3 separate regions of the Mus musculus genome follow, and regions 2 and 3 are each linked to region 1. The links are chromatin contacts, called in public ChIA-PET and HiChIP or PLAC-seq maps. All regions are on one chromosome and are shown on one strand. The core of a region is the stretch at or near the end of the contact, and the rest is flanking DNA. Distances in the headings are between cores, read along the strand shown.

Evidence for each region. ChIA-PET counts read pairs in DNA pulled down with a chosen protein or histone mark. HiChIP or PLAC-seq counts read pairs in DNA pulled down with a chosen protein or histone mark.
Region 2: a contact with region 1 is called in an RNA polymerase II ChIA-PET map of memory CD8 T cells, with 21 read pairs. The contact joins the enhancer-like site here to the promoter of Ift52 in region 1. A contact is called at or near these places in 4 of 115 datasets of contacts at active chromatin or transcription factors (bone marrow-derived macrophages, double positive thymocytes, embryonic stem cells and 1 more) and 2 of 9 other capture datasets (adipose tissue and pancreatic islet).
Region 3: a contact with region 1 is called in an H3K4me3 HiChIP or PLAC-seq map of the SCID.adh cell line, with 12 read pairs. The contact joins the enhancer-like site here to the promoter of Ift52 in region 1. A contact is called at or near these places in 6 of 39 promoter capture datasets (the C10 cell line, the HPC-7 cell line, embryonic stem cells and 3 more), 1 of 484 Hi-C or Micro-C datasets (nephron progenitors) and 3 of 115 datasets of contacts at active chromatin or transcription factors (the SCID.adh cell line, embryonic stem cells and memory CD8 T cells).

The regions. Positions count from the first base shown.
Region 1 is chr2:163,015,198-163,018,922 of GRCm38.p6, reverse strand. Ift52 (intraflagellar transport 52) reads right to left here and starts at 1,570. Exons shown (of 13, transcript NM_172150.5): 1 at 1,390-1,570.
Region 2 is chr2:163,163,446-163,167,234 of GRCm38.p6, reverse strand. No RefSeq gene overlaps it. Among named protein-coding and RNA genes, the nearest start is that of Tox2, 38 kb to the left of the region's middle. Within about 2 kb of position 2,529, at least 36 of the 459 cell types and tissues checked have an H3K27ac peak or open chromatin away from gene starts, as enhancers often do. A contact at or near this core is called in memory CD8 T cells, where this site is marked.
Region 3 is chr2:163,238,500-163,241,816 of GRCm38.p6, reverse strand. All of the region lies in intron 1 of Tox2 (TOX high mobility group box family member 2), which reads right to left. Among named protein-coding and RNA genes, the nearest start is that of Tox2, 37 kb to the right of the region's middle. Within about 2 kb of position 1,721, at least 6 of the 459 cell types and tissues checked have an H3K27ac peak or open chromatin away from gene starts, as enhancers often do. A contact at or near this core is called in the SCID.adh cell line, where this site is marked.

The DNA of each region.
Region 1 (3,725 bases), core at 321-2,820:
CTAGGTTCGCCTCTAATGCACTGTGCAGTGGAGGACGGCCTTGAACTCTTTAATGTCTTGCCTTAGTTTCCTGGGTGCTGGGATTACAGGCACATTGCCGCCATGCCGCTGCCTCTCAAATGACTTTTTTTTTTTTTTCCCTGTTCTGAGGACCAGGCAGACACCCAGGGTCTCATGCAGGCAGTCTATTAACTAAGCTGCAGCCTTAACCCCTTCAATGAAATTGAAAACATTTTGTCATGTTGACTTCACATGACACGGCTATTTTTTTGCTTGTTTTCTTTCTTTTTTTTTTTTAAAGATTTATTTATTTATTATATGTAAATACACTGTAGCTGTCTTCAGACACACCAGAAGAGGGAGTCAGATCTTGTTACGGATGGTTGTGAGCCACCATGTGGTTGCTGGGATTTGAACTCTGGACCTTCGGAAGAGCAGTCAGGTGCTCTTACCCACTGAGCCATCTCACCAGCCGGTTTTCTTTCTTTCTTTGTTTATTTATTTATGGTTTTTCGAGACAGTGTTCCTCCTGTGTAGCACTGTCACTCTCTCTGTAGACCAAGCTGGGGTTAAAGGTGTGTGCCATCACAGCCGGCTAACAGAGCTGTACTTGAACATGCTTGTTTTCATTTTGTGTACCTACAATGCTGTACTCTGCCTTCTCCAGTTTCCTGATTAGAACGTCACAACGATCATGTTAGTGATATTGACCTATTACTACACGGTGCCACAAAGAACCCAAACATCACAGTACTGAGATTTATATTTTTCTGCTTTTGAGACGTATTTGGGGTGGGAGCAGATTTCTGGGAAAAGTGAATACCCTTCTCTGAGTACTGAATTGCTCTTAACGGAAGAATACACTTCGAGGTAACAGTTTACTGTAGTTTAACCCCACCACCTCCTTCTGAAGGAGCAGTAGATCTGGGGTCCTGTCCTATTAGAATTAGAAATGAGTTTCCCTAAGAATAGGATAAGGTTTAAAAATCGGTAATAATAAGAATATTGAAACAATATTTGGGTAGCACTGCCCAACCATTCTCTTATTTTTTCTTCAATAATCTAACATGGTATACTAAATTTTGCCAAAGTGACGAAAAACACCAAGCGTGGTTGCAACGATAGCTGAGTCTGATTTGATGGCTCCCCATCCTAGGTTTTTTCATATTCTACAGGACTACGACAAATCCGCGCAGTCCGAGGAGCTAGAAATTCTACATCATCGCCAGGACCAGTTCCCAGCCCACTTCCGCGTCCTCAGTTTACCTCTGCCGACCTCGGGATTCCCACAAGGCTGGCCTAGGGGTCTCCAGAGCGGCATGGCGAGGCCGTCATCGTCTCCAGCCAGACCAACGACCTGGCGGCCCGCACAACCCGACCTCTCCTTACCTGAGGCCAGAGGCCGCCAGGTATCCAAGGCCGCGCGCCGAGAAGGCGTGGCTCCGGGCCCCGAGTGACTTCCGTCGTGGCGTGATGACGACAGCGCGACAGACGTGCTGTGTCTGGTGGCTGCGGACGCTGGGGGCTGTTGGGTAGGGGTTCGGGGCTAGCGCTGGGCTGGCCCGTTTCCCGGTAAAGACTGTATCCAAACTGAAGGAGTCACTTTTTAATAGGGAACCTATATTGTTCATTTGCTAGCAACTGCTATTAAAGACCAATAAGATGGTAGGTCCCCAGGCCGGGAATTCCGGCCTGCCTATGGGCGGGGACTGCTGCGGCAAGCCACGCCCCGGCCTGGCCTGGACGCAGGTTCCGGGCAGGCTCTTGCCGGGTAGCGATCAGGAGACCTAAAATGCCAGGTCTTACCAAAATTTAGAAGTAGAAGCTGGGGTAGGGAGTGGTGACGCGCCGGAGATGTAGTACTATTGTGGAGCTGGGGAAGCGTTTCGGGAAGAGGTACTGGCTTGGGCCAACGGTTGCCATGGAAACGGGAAACACGCTTGCTTCCGCAGAGGCTTCACTGAGAGAGGGCTGTCTGTGGCTTTGTAGTCAAAGCCTCTGCAGCCTCAAAACTTGGAGCAGGCACATGTAGGAAGCTCAGCAGTTTTTATTTTCATCTATGTCTTAATACAGAGCAGTATGCGTTAAGGATATTAAAATACACAAGTTTTAAGGCACTTTTCACGACTGTGGTTATGACGATTTTAGAAAGTGGGAAAGAGTGTGAAAGAGAACGATCTCTTCTCTCCCACTGAAGATCAAATCCAGAGCCTTCCACATCGTGAGCTGTACCATTGAGTTAAGTCTCAGCCAGGAAACTTTTCTAGTGGAGTGCTGCAGAATTGAATAGAGTGTGCAATTAAGGATGCAAATGATCAAGTGTGCAATTAAGGATGCAAATGATCAGGATCTGGACTTGGGCAAGTCACGGGATCATTCGGTACTGTAAGTGTACTAGAAGTGCCAGGACACCAGACCGGGAGCAGCTCCTGGAGCAGTTCTCTCACTGTACCAAGTTGCAGAAGGAGCTTGAGGGTTTTAGAGTCAGCTGCTCCGAAGTCCGGTGTCTGAGAAATGACTTGTATCTGGTGAACTTGAACATGCTGCTTAATTGGAGCATTTTCTACGTGTAAATTGAGGATAGATTCTAAAGGTTTATTATGAGGATTATGGATTGAATTGAGATGGCTCAGCAGGTAAAAAGGCTGAGCCTGACATCCTGAGTTAAATCCCCGAGTCCCACATAATCGAAGTAGAGAACCGATTTCTGTAAATTGTCCTCTTGACCTCTACAAGTATTCTGTGGCATGTTTATGCGCGCGCGCACACACACACATACAAATATGAATCTCAATCTCTCTCTCTCTCTCTCTCTCTCTCTCTCTCTCTCTCTCTCTCTCTTGCTCTGTTTGTTTTTTTTCAAGACAGGGTTTCTCTGTGTAGCCCTGGCTGTCCTGGAACTCACTTTGTAGACCACGCTGGCCTCAGACTCAGAAATCTGCCTACCTCTGCCTCCCAAGTGCTGGGAGGTGTGCGCCACCATCGCCTGGCCAAATACGAATTTCAAAAGGATATATTTTAGAACACTATGTATACAGTGTTCTGCCTACATGTATGACTGCACACCAGAAGAGGGTACCAGACCTCATTATATATTGTTATGACCTACCATGTGGTTACTGGGAATTGAACGCAGGATCTCTGGAAGAGCAGCCAGTGCTCTTAACCTCTGAGCCATCTCTTCAGCCCCCATCAATACAAATTTTGAAATGGGATATTCATATATATATATATATATATATGTATATATATATATATATATATATATGTCAGTTTCATAGTATACTTGTTCATTTTCTATCTTGGTGAAGCATTCTGTGACTTTACAATCTTAGAACAGCTGATTGTGGACTTCTGGCAGCATGTTCAGGTTTCGGACAGTCACCCTCCTGTAAGAGGGAAGATTTGTCCTCTCCTTGTGTCTCACCTCTAGCAGTTAACCCACACTAGGAAAGATAAGAACCAGTTTCTTTCCGTATCAAAGCTTAATAGTAATTCTTGACTGAGCTTTGATCTCCAATAGAACAGTGTTGCAGGTGTTCTCTTTGGTTTTTAATGTGTCCCAGCCCTGAGCCCTGCCTCCCCTCTTCATTCCTAGGGCAAGGGACAAAGGGGACAAAACTGAGAGGAAAGGAGTGGGACCAAATATAGAGGGAAAGTCAGTAAAAATCACCAGCATACACTGATTCAAAGAAAAGTCCTCCCATTGTCCCCAAACCAGCCAG
Region 2 (3,789 bases), core at 1,280-3,779, 150 kb before region 1:
AGAAAGGGGTTTGCCACCATCAGAGAAGTGACTATGTAACAGGATGTACAAAGGTTTAAATGACCTTACTTCTGACCCCCTCACTCTGACCCCTTAACCATGCAGATAAAATCTGGAAGGGAGAAGTGTAACCACCTTTACAAAAGGGCTACGGTCTGCACGGTGCAAACATTAGACGCCCTCGGAGTGGGCTCCTTCTCCTTGCCCAGCCTCAGTGTCCTTATCTGTAAAATGGGGCAGTCACAGCACAGCCTCCACCATGGGGATGTCCAGAAGATTAAATGAAGTCATATCTAGTGTACTAACTATATGGCTGACACCTGGCCGCCTACCCAAGGGCCAGAGTAAGAGACAAACGTCCAGGAAGTTGGAGGGGGCGCTCCAGTTTCACCTCTATACCCTAAATTCTCAGAGTTGCAAGGCTGGGTCTTCCAACCCATTTCTCAAAGGGTCCCACCTTCCAGCTCTCCGCTGTACTGGAAGCCATCTGGTGAAGCAGGCTTGCAGCCACAGGTGAGCAAGAGTTAATGGGCCTCTGACCCACTTTTCTAGCAGACTCATTACCTCATCATTAGCCTTGAAGAGAAGATAGTGGCAGCTGATTAGCAGACGCTGTCATAGCTGGAAGAGGGTAGGATCTGAGTCATCTGCCCACTGCCAGTGAACTCTGACCTCAGCAACTGATGCCAGAATCAGGCAGAATGAATTCACTGACCCCATTACGGTGTCTGCCTCTCCTGCATTCCCTAGGGAAGCACGATGCTACCCCATCTCAGCCTGCCCTGGCTTCTGAGTGATTTCAGACAACTCTGTGAGATGGAAGAAAAGGGACAGGCTGCCAGCTCTCCCTACCAGGAACCTAGTGACGCTCACTGACACTCCTAGACCAGGTTAGAAGCTGTGCAGCCATCCCTGCCTGAGTGAAAGGGCAGGATCTCTTCCGGGAGACCGGCTGGGGCCACTCTGCAGAGTGGAACCAGAACCTGCACATCTCCCACGCCTACGTGATGAGGGAGGGGACAAGCGTTGTCAGCGGGACTCACTCCCCAGATCATGTCACTGGGTCTTAGTGGAACCCAGGTTCAGACCACAGAGCAGTGCTGTCAAAGGTGACAACCACTCATTTTTAAACACTCCGACTGTGGGCAGCATCGGGGTAAAATATACAGGAGTCGTCTCAGACACTACCAAAAGACAAGAGCAGAAAAGATCTCATTAATAAATTTCTACTCGGATTGCATGCTGAAATGAGGATATTTTAAGTGTGTTGCAATAAATAGAATGTGGTGCTAAAATCCATTTCACATTTCGTTGTATGTTTTTAATAGAGCTGCCGAGATTATAAAGTTCTGGATGTGGTAAGCATCCTGCGTCAATAAACAGCAGGCTTTTGCCCTAGAGATTTCCACACTGGAGTTTTTCTTTTTGCCACAGCTAGCTAGCTGCAGGTTCTTTTCACTCTGCCCAGAAAGGAATCACTGGTAAGCACAGAGAAAGTCCCTTCGGGTTGGTGGCCCCGAGTTCCAAAGACTGCTGAGCTGAGCTTCCAAACCCTGGGGATCCAGGCTGTGAGCCTTCAGACCTGGAGACTGGTAGTAGCTCCAGGACCCCCAGCCTGTGGCTTCCTGCTCAGGCAGGAACTTATTCTTCTGGTCACAGAATGCCAGCACTCACAGCTCCTCTTAGGGCTTCTGAGTGTTGATGTCAGGACCCACAATGCTTTAGCCCTTGGTGGCTCTCTGAAATCTGCCAGTGACCAAGGTTTGCAAACATTATCCTGTCTTTGTACTGTCTTCTTTGCTCTCTGGGATTCTTCAGCTGTCTCCTACTGTTGATCTATGGGGTTGCCTAGGTGGTTTGAATGAGAATCTCGAGAATGGCCCCCATAGGTTGTTTTGGAAAGGACTAGGAGGAGTGGCCTTGTTGGAGGAGGTGTTATCTCTGGGGGCGACTTTGAAGTTTCAAAAGACATCACCATTCCCAGGTTAGGAGGGAGGGAGAGGGAGGGAGAGGGAGGGAGAGGGAGGGAGGGAGGGGGAGAGAGAGAGAGAGGGAGGAAGGGAAGGAGGGAGGGAGGGAGGGAGGGAGGGAGAGAGAGAGAGAGAGAGAGAGAGAGAGAGAGAGAGAGAGAGAGTGAGAGAGAGACTTGCTTCATGTTTGTAGATCAAAAATGTGAGCTCTCAGCTACTGCTCCAGCACCATGCCTGAGTACTGCCTTCTTCCCCATGATAGTCTTGGTCTCTAACTCTCTGAAACTGTAAACTCAAAATGAAACACTTTGATTTATAAGTTAGTTTTCTTGGTCCTGGTGATTTATCGCAGCAATAGAAAAGTAACTAAGACAGTTGGGTGTTTTTAGTTTTGCTTTTGCTTTTGCTTTTGGTTTGTTTTGTTTAATATATAAGTCTGTCTGGAATTCTCTAACCACCTCCGGCATTTTAACTGCCTGCTCACCACCACCACGGCCTATCAGCAGCTGCTCTTTCGGCAGCAGCTAGCCAAGCCTGCTCTACCCAGGTACAGACCACAGTAGGCAGACACTGTCTTCGTTACTTTCCTGTCACTGTGATCAAAATACTTTGATGAAAGGAACTAAGGAAGACGGGGCTTCTTCTGGCTTACAGTTTACGGTTCTGGTTCACCATGAAGGGGAGTCACATGAGGAGCTTGAGACACCTGGCCACACTGCATCCGGTGGACAAGAAGCAGAGAGAGAACAAGGCACGCTCAGCTTGCCGTCTCCTCTTCACACAGCCCAGGGTCCCCTGCCCAGGAAATGGTTCCACCCGCAGTTAAGATGGGTCTTCCCACAGCAATTAAAGTAACCAAGATAATCCCTCACAGACGTTTGAAACCCTAACCTTGGACCGTTCTAGATAACCCCTGAACGGTGTGCCCAGAGGGTCATTCATCTACCAATGAGTCTAGATTTCTCAAGTTGACAGCACAAACCAAGCAGAGACTACGCGGGAGACGCCTCTATATTGGACCTAATGTTTCAACGTGGGAATTCTACACAGGAAAGAAGCTGACTGACTAATCCAACACAGTCTGCCTCTATAAACCAGGGGTACAGAGATTCTAATCCTGCCAATCACAACCCGCGCATGCGCAGCTCTGGTACGTGCGTAGATTCTATTTCTGCCAATCACAACCCGCACATGCGAAGTTTTGGGTCCGCCCATCACAAGCCACACAAGTGTAGTAAACACAATCCTTGAAGTTAGGGTTTAAAAGCGAAATATTCCCCCAGAGGCTCGTGTACTTGAACATCCAGTCCCCATGGGGGCGCCTCTGTGTGGGAAGACTATGGAATCTGTAGAAAGTGAAGTCTTCGGCAATTGAGATCAGGTACTAATCTTGCAAACGACCCAAGTTTGGCTTTCAGCACCTACACTGGGCTGCTCACAAGTGCCTGTGACTCCAACTGCAGGGAATCTGACGTCCACTTCTGGCCTCTGCCAGGTACCTGCACGCACATGTGCATATCCCCCAACCTCTCTCACACACACATTTACATGTAATTAAAAGTAAAATAAATCTTTTTTTAAAAATTAGAAAGCAGGCCATCTATAGCAGATATGCAGGCTGTTCTTCATAATGGTCCCCCAACAACTGGAGCTGGGGCTTACCCTGGCTCTGTTGCCTGCCCGTGGATCCCAAACCCCTAACCGGGCTGCCTTGTCTAGCCTCAGTGGGAGGGGATGTGCCTACTCCTGCAGTGACTTGATTGGTACTCAGGGGGAACCTCCCCCTTACCAGATGAGAGGGGGGTGTATAAGGAAGGGC
Region 3 (3,317 bases), core at 472-2,971, 220 kb before region 1:
TCAAAGACCCTGCCTCAAAGGATAAAGAGCAAATGGAGGAAGACTCCATACGCGCACACATGCATATGTGTCTATGCACCCATGCAAACACGTCCCCTTGTGTGTTTGAAGGTACATACACACATGCACAGATTTCAAAAAAGAGTTGCTCTTCCTACCTCATGACAATTCTGGTGTCCGTTATCAGATATCCAATCGTAATCAGATATCCAATAGCAGATGATATCTCTAACGCAGTGTTTTAAAATGTTAACTATTCCTGACAGTTGCTTAGTAGTGGCTTTCTAACTTTGCAATTACAAGCTCACTCATATCCCTTGATCAGTCCCAACCCCGCAGTTCACTCATGACCTTGTCCCCTATGTCACTGAAAAGCCTAGGCCATCCAGCTTGCCCCCGACGCTCCCAATCTTCCCTAGTTATTTATGTCTCACCCATTCTGGTTCCCTTTCCTTTAGCTGGACAGGCTCAGTGCTTCCCTCCAGTTCATGGTCAGATCCTTCTCTTTGAGCCCCAGGTCCAAATTGCCCTTCCCCTAGTCTTGGTCCTGGTTTAAGTGCCAAGTGAGGCCAGCCAGGGCCACTGTTGTATCAAGAACTAACAACGAGTTCCTAAACCCCTATGTGCTTCAGAGCAGCCCCCACATGCCAGGCGCTGCCGATCCTCCTGGGAAAGAGAAATTAGAAATCGTGGGAAGCGCAGGTGTTCAGAGGATGCTGAGGGGTGGTTGCTTGCCTACCATGTGCAAACAGTGCACTAGATATCAGGCGGGGTGTAGTGATCAGACACGGCCCTGCCTTCCAGAAGCCACCAGTCAAGTGGTCTGGTCTTTTTTCCAGCCTTTCAGATGACAAATGGCCACTCCCTAGCCCCAGCTCTAAGCCACAATAGAGGACCACAGACCAGTTCATAGCCCATCCTGACCGCCACGGTCAGCTTTGCATTGGCCAGCCTCTGAAAGCCAAGTGACCAATAACGGCCTACTTCAACAGCCTTGTGGCCACAGCTGGGTCATTTGCCAGCCCACACAGGTTCTCTTTCTAAGTATCTTAGTCCACTCCGCCATGCTTCCCTGAGCATCAATACCAGCCTCAGCCTGACTTGTAACACTAAAGTAAAGCAGTGAACATAGCTCTCATCTCACCCTCAAGCAGTGATGTTTCCTATGACAGCCGTGACAGGGACCAGGACAGGGTTAGCAGGGGAGGAGAAGCAGGGAGGATGGCTTCTCAACAGAGGCACTTAGGCAGGGCTCAGACATAGGAACAGACAAGGCAAAAAGCAGGAACATGACATCCGATCGTTGTGAGCATGCGCCAGTGACCAGCTTTCCAGACCCAGAGCGATGCCTGGGCATCTCATTAGAACCCCCTAGAAATAGCAAGGCCGCCACCAGCAGCCCCACTATGGAGATGACCAAAGTGAGATGCGGGGTACTTGGAAGCTTGCCCAGAGCCAGCCAGTGCTTTTAACCCTGTTCTTAAGCCTGGGTACCAAAGCTGCAACTGTGAAAAAGCCGCTGATTCTCAGCTCTGCACAGAGACACAGGTCAAAAGTGGAGGCTGCACAGCTCTCAGCCCAGCCAGTTGCAAGGCACCATGTGATGTGCCTGCAGCGATCTGAAGAGAAAGGCTCAAAGCAGCTCTCTGCTCCTGCCAGGCCTGCTGCAGCCGGTGACAACTCTCAGTCTGCACGGACAGAGTTGAGGTCTGTCGACAGCAGCAAGAGTGTGTCAGCTGTGATCTGGGCTCTGCAGAGAGCCGGGTATCACATGGAAGATTCAGCAGACAGGCGAGGGGAAAGAGACGTTTGCAGATGAGAGAGGATCAGAATTGGCCTAACTAAGGGAACCCTCAGGCTTGAGCAAATCCAGGCCCACGACCACATGGAGAAGTGCAATTATAGTTTATCCAGACACAGATGCCAGGCTGCCAGGGTTCAAATGCTGGGCAGACTGAATTCTCCACTCTCCTGAGATATTTGCATTTTTTATTAGATATTTTCTTTATTTACATTTCAAATGTTATCGCCTTTCCTGGTTTCCCCTCCAAAAACCCCCTATCCCATCCCCTCCTCCCCCTGCTCACTAACCTACCCACTCCCACTTCTCTGTCCTGACATTCCCCTATACTGGGGCATCAAGCCTTCACAGGACCAAGGGCCTCTCCTCTCATTGATGTCCCACAAGTCCATCCTCTGCTACATATGAGGCTGGAGCTATCTGATTGGTGGTTTAGTCCCTGGGAGCTCTGGGGGTTCTGGTTGGTTCATACTGTTGTTCCTCCTATGGGGTTGCAAACCCCTTCAGCTCTGGGCCCTGGGAAGACCCTTGTTTCCACTGCCCACAGAAGTTAGTAACATTGTTCTAGTCAATAGAAATCATCAAGAAGTATTGTGGTGGCTACAGTCACCACAGTAGTCACAGATGAGTGCTACCGGAGCCAGGCTCCTCTGGAAGGTGGATCCCATCTCTACCTCACAGATGGGGACCCCAGCCCTCTCCACCAGACTCCTAGAAATGTGGTTTGTTCACACTGAGGTGTTTGAGTATTTGATATACACCAGATCTCAAAGACATAAAAACAGCAAGAATGTCCAGTACTTCATCAAAAATGTTATATTAAGTACACATAGGAACAACCCTTTAGCTGACCTAGGTCACCAGAAGATACCATTAAAGTTCATCCCGCCCCTCTCCTTGTACTTCCTTAGTATGTGGCTACAAAGATACTCAAAAGCACATCATGTGGCTTGTTTTACAATCTATTTATTTCTGCTTCCCTTGCACTGGGAGATGGAACCCAAGGCCTCCTACGTACTGCCCCAGACTCTCTGCCACAGAATTGAGACCCAGCCCCACCTGCGATCCTTTTCTGCTTGACCTGGCTGATCTAGATTCTGGCCCAGCCACCATCTGCCCCAGACCCAGGGCTCTGGACAGGGCAAACTCAGCATCAGCAATGGCCAAATCCATTTCTCTGTGTCAATATGGGGAAACTGAGGCTCACACAGAAAGACCTGCAAGAGGCAAGAACCCGACATAGAACTATCCATTCATTTACCAAATGCTTACTGAAGCCTTGTGACGTGCTCTGAGGTTCTGGGGCACACAGCAGGAAACATTGAGGATCATGCTGCACCCCAGAGCTCTCCTTGCTGACATTTTCAGGACGGAGGAGTCTTGCCTGGCCAGGTCATCCTGGGGCCAGAGCAGTAGACTCAGCAGAAGGTCCCATCTCCCACAGTGGACTCAATTACAGATCTGTCGGCATGCAGGTGGCTGTTCCAGATCTAACGAAGAAAAGCCTCCTCCAAAG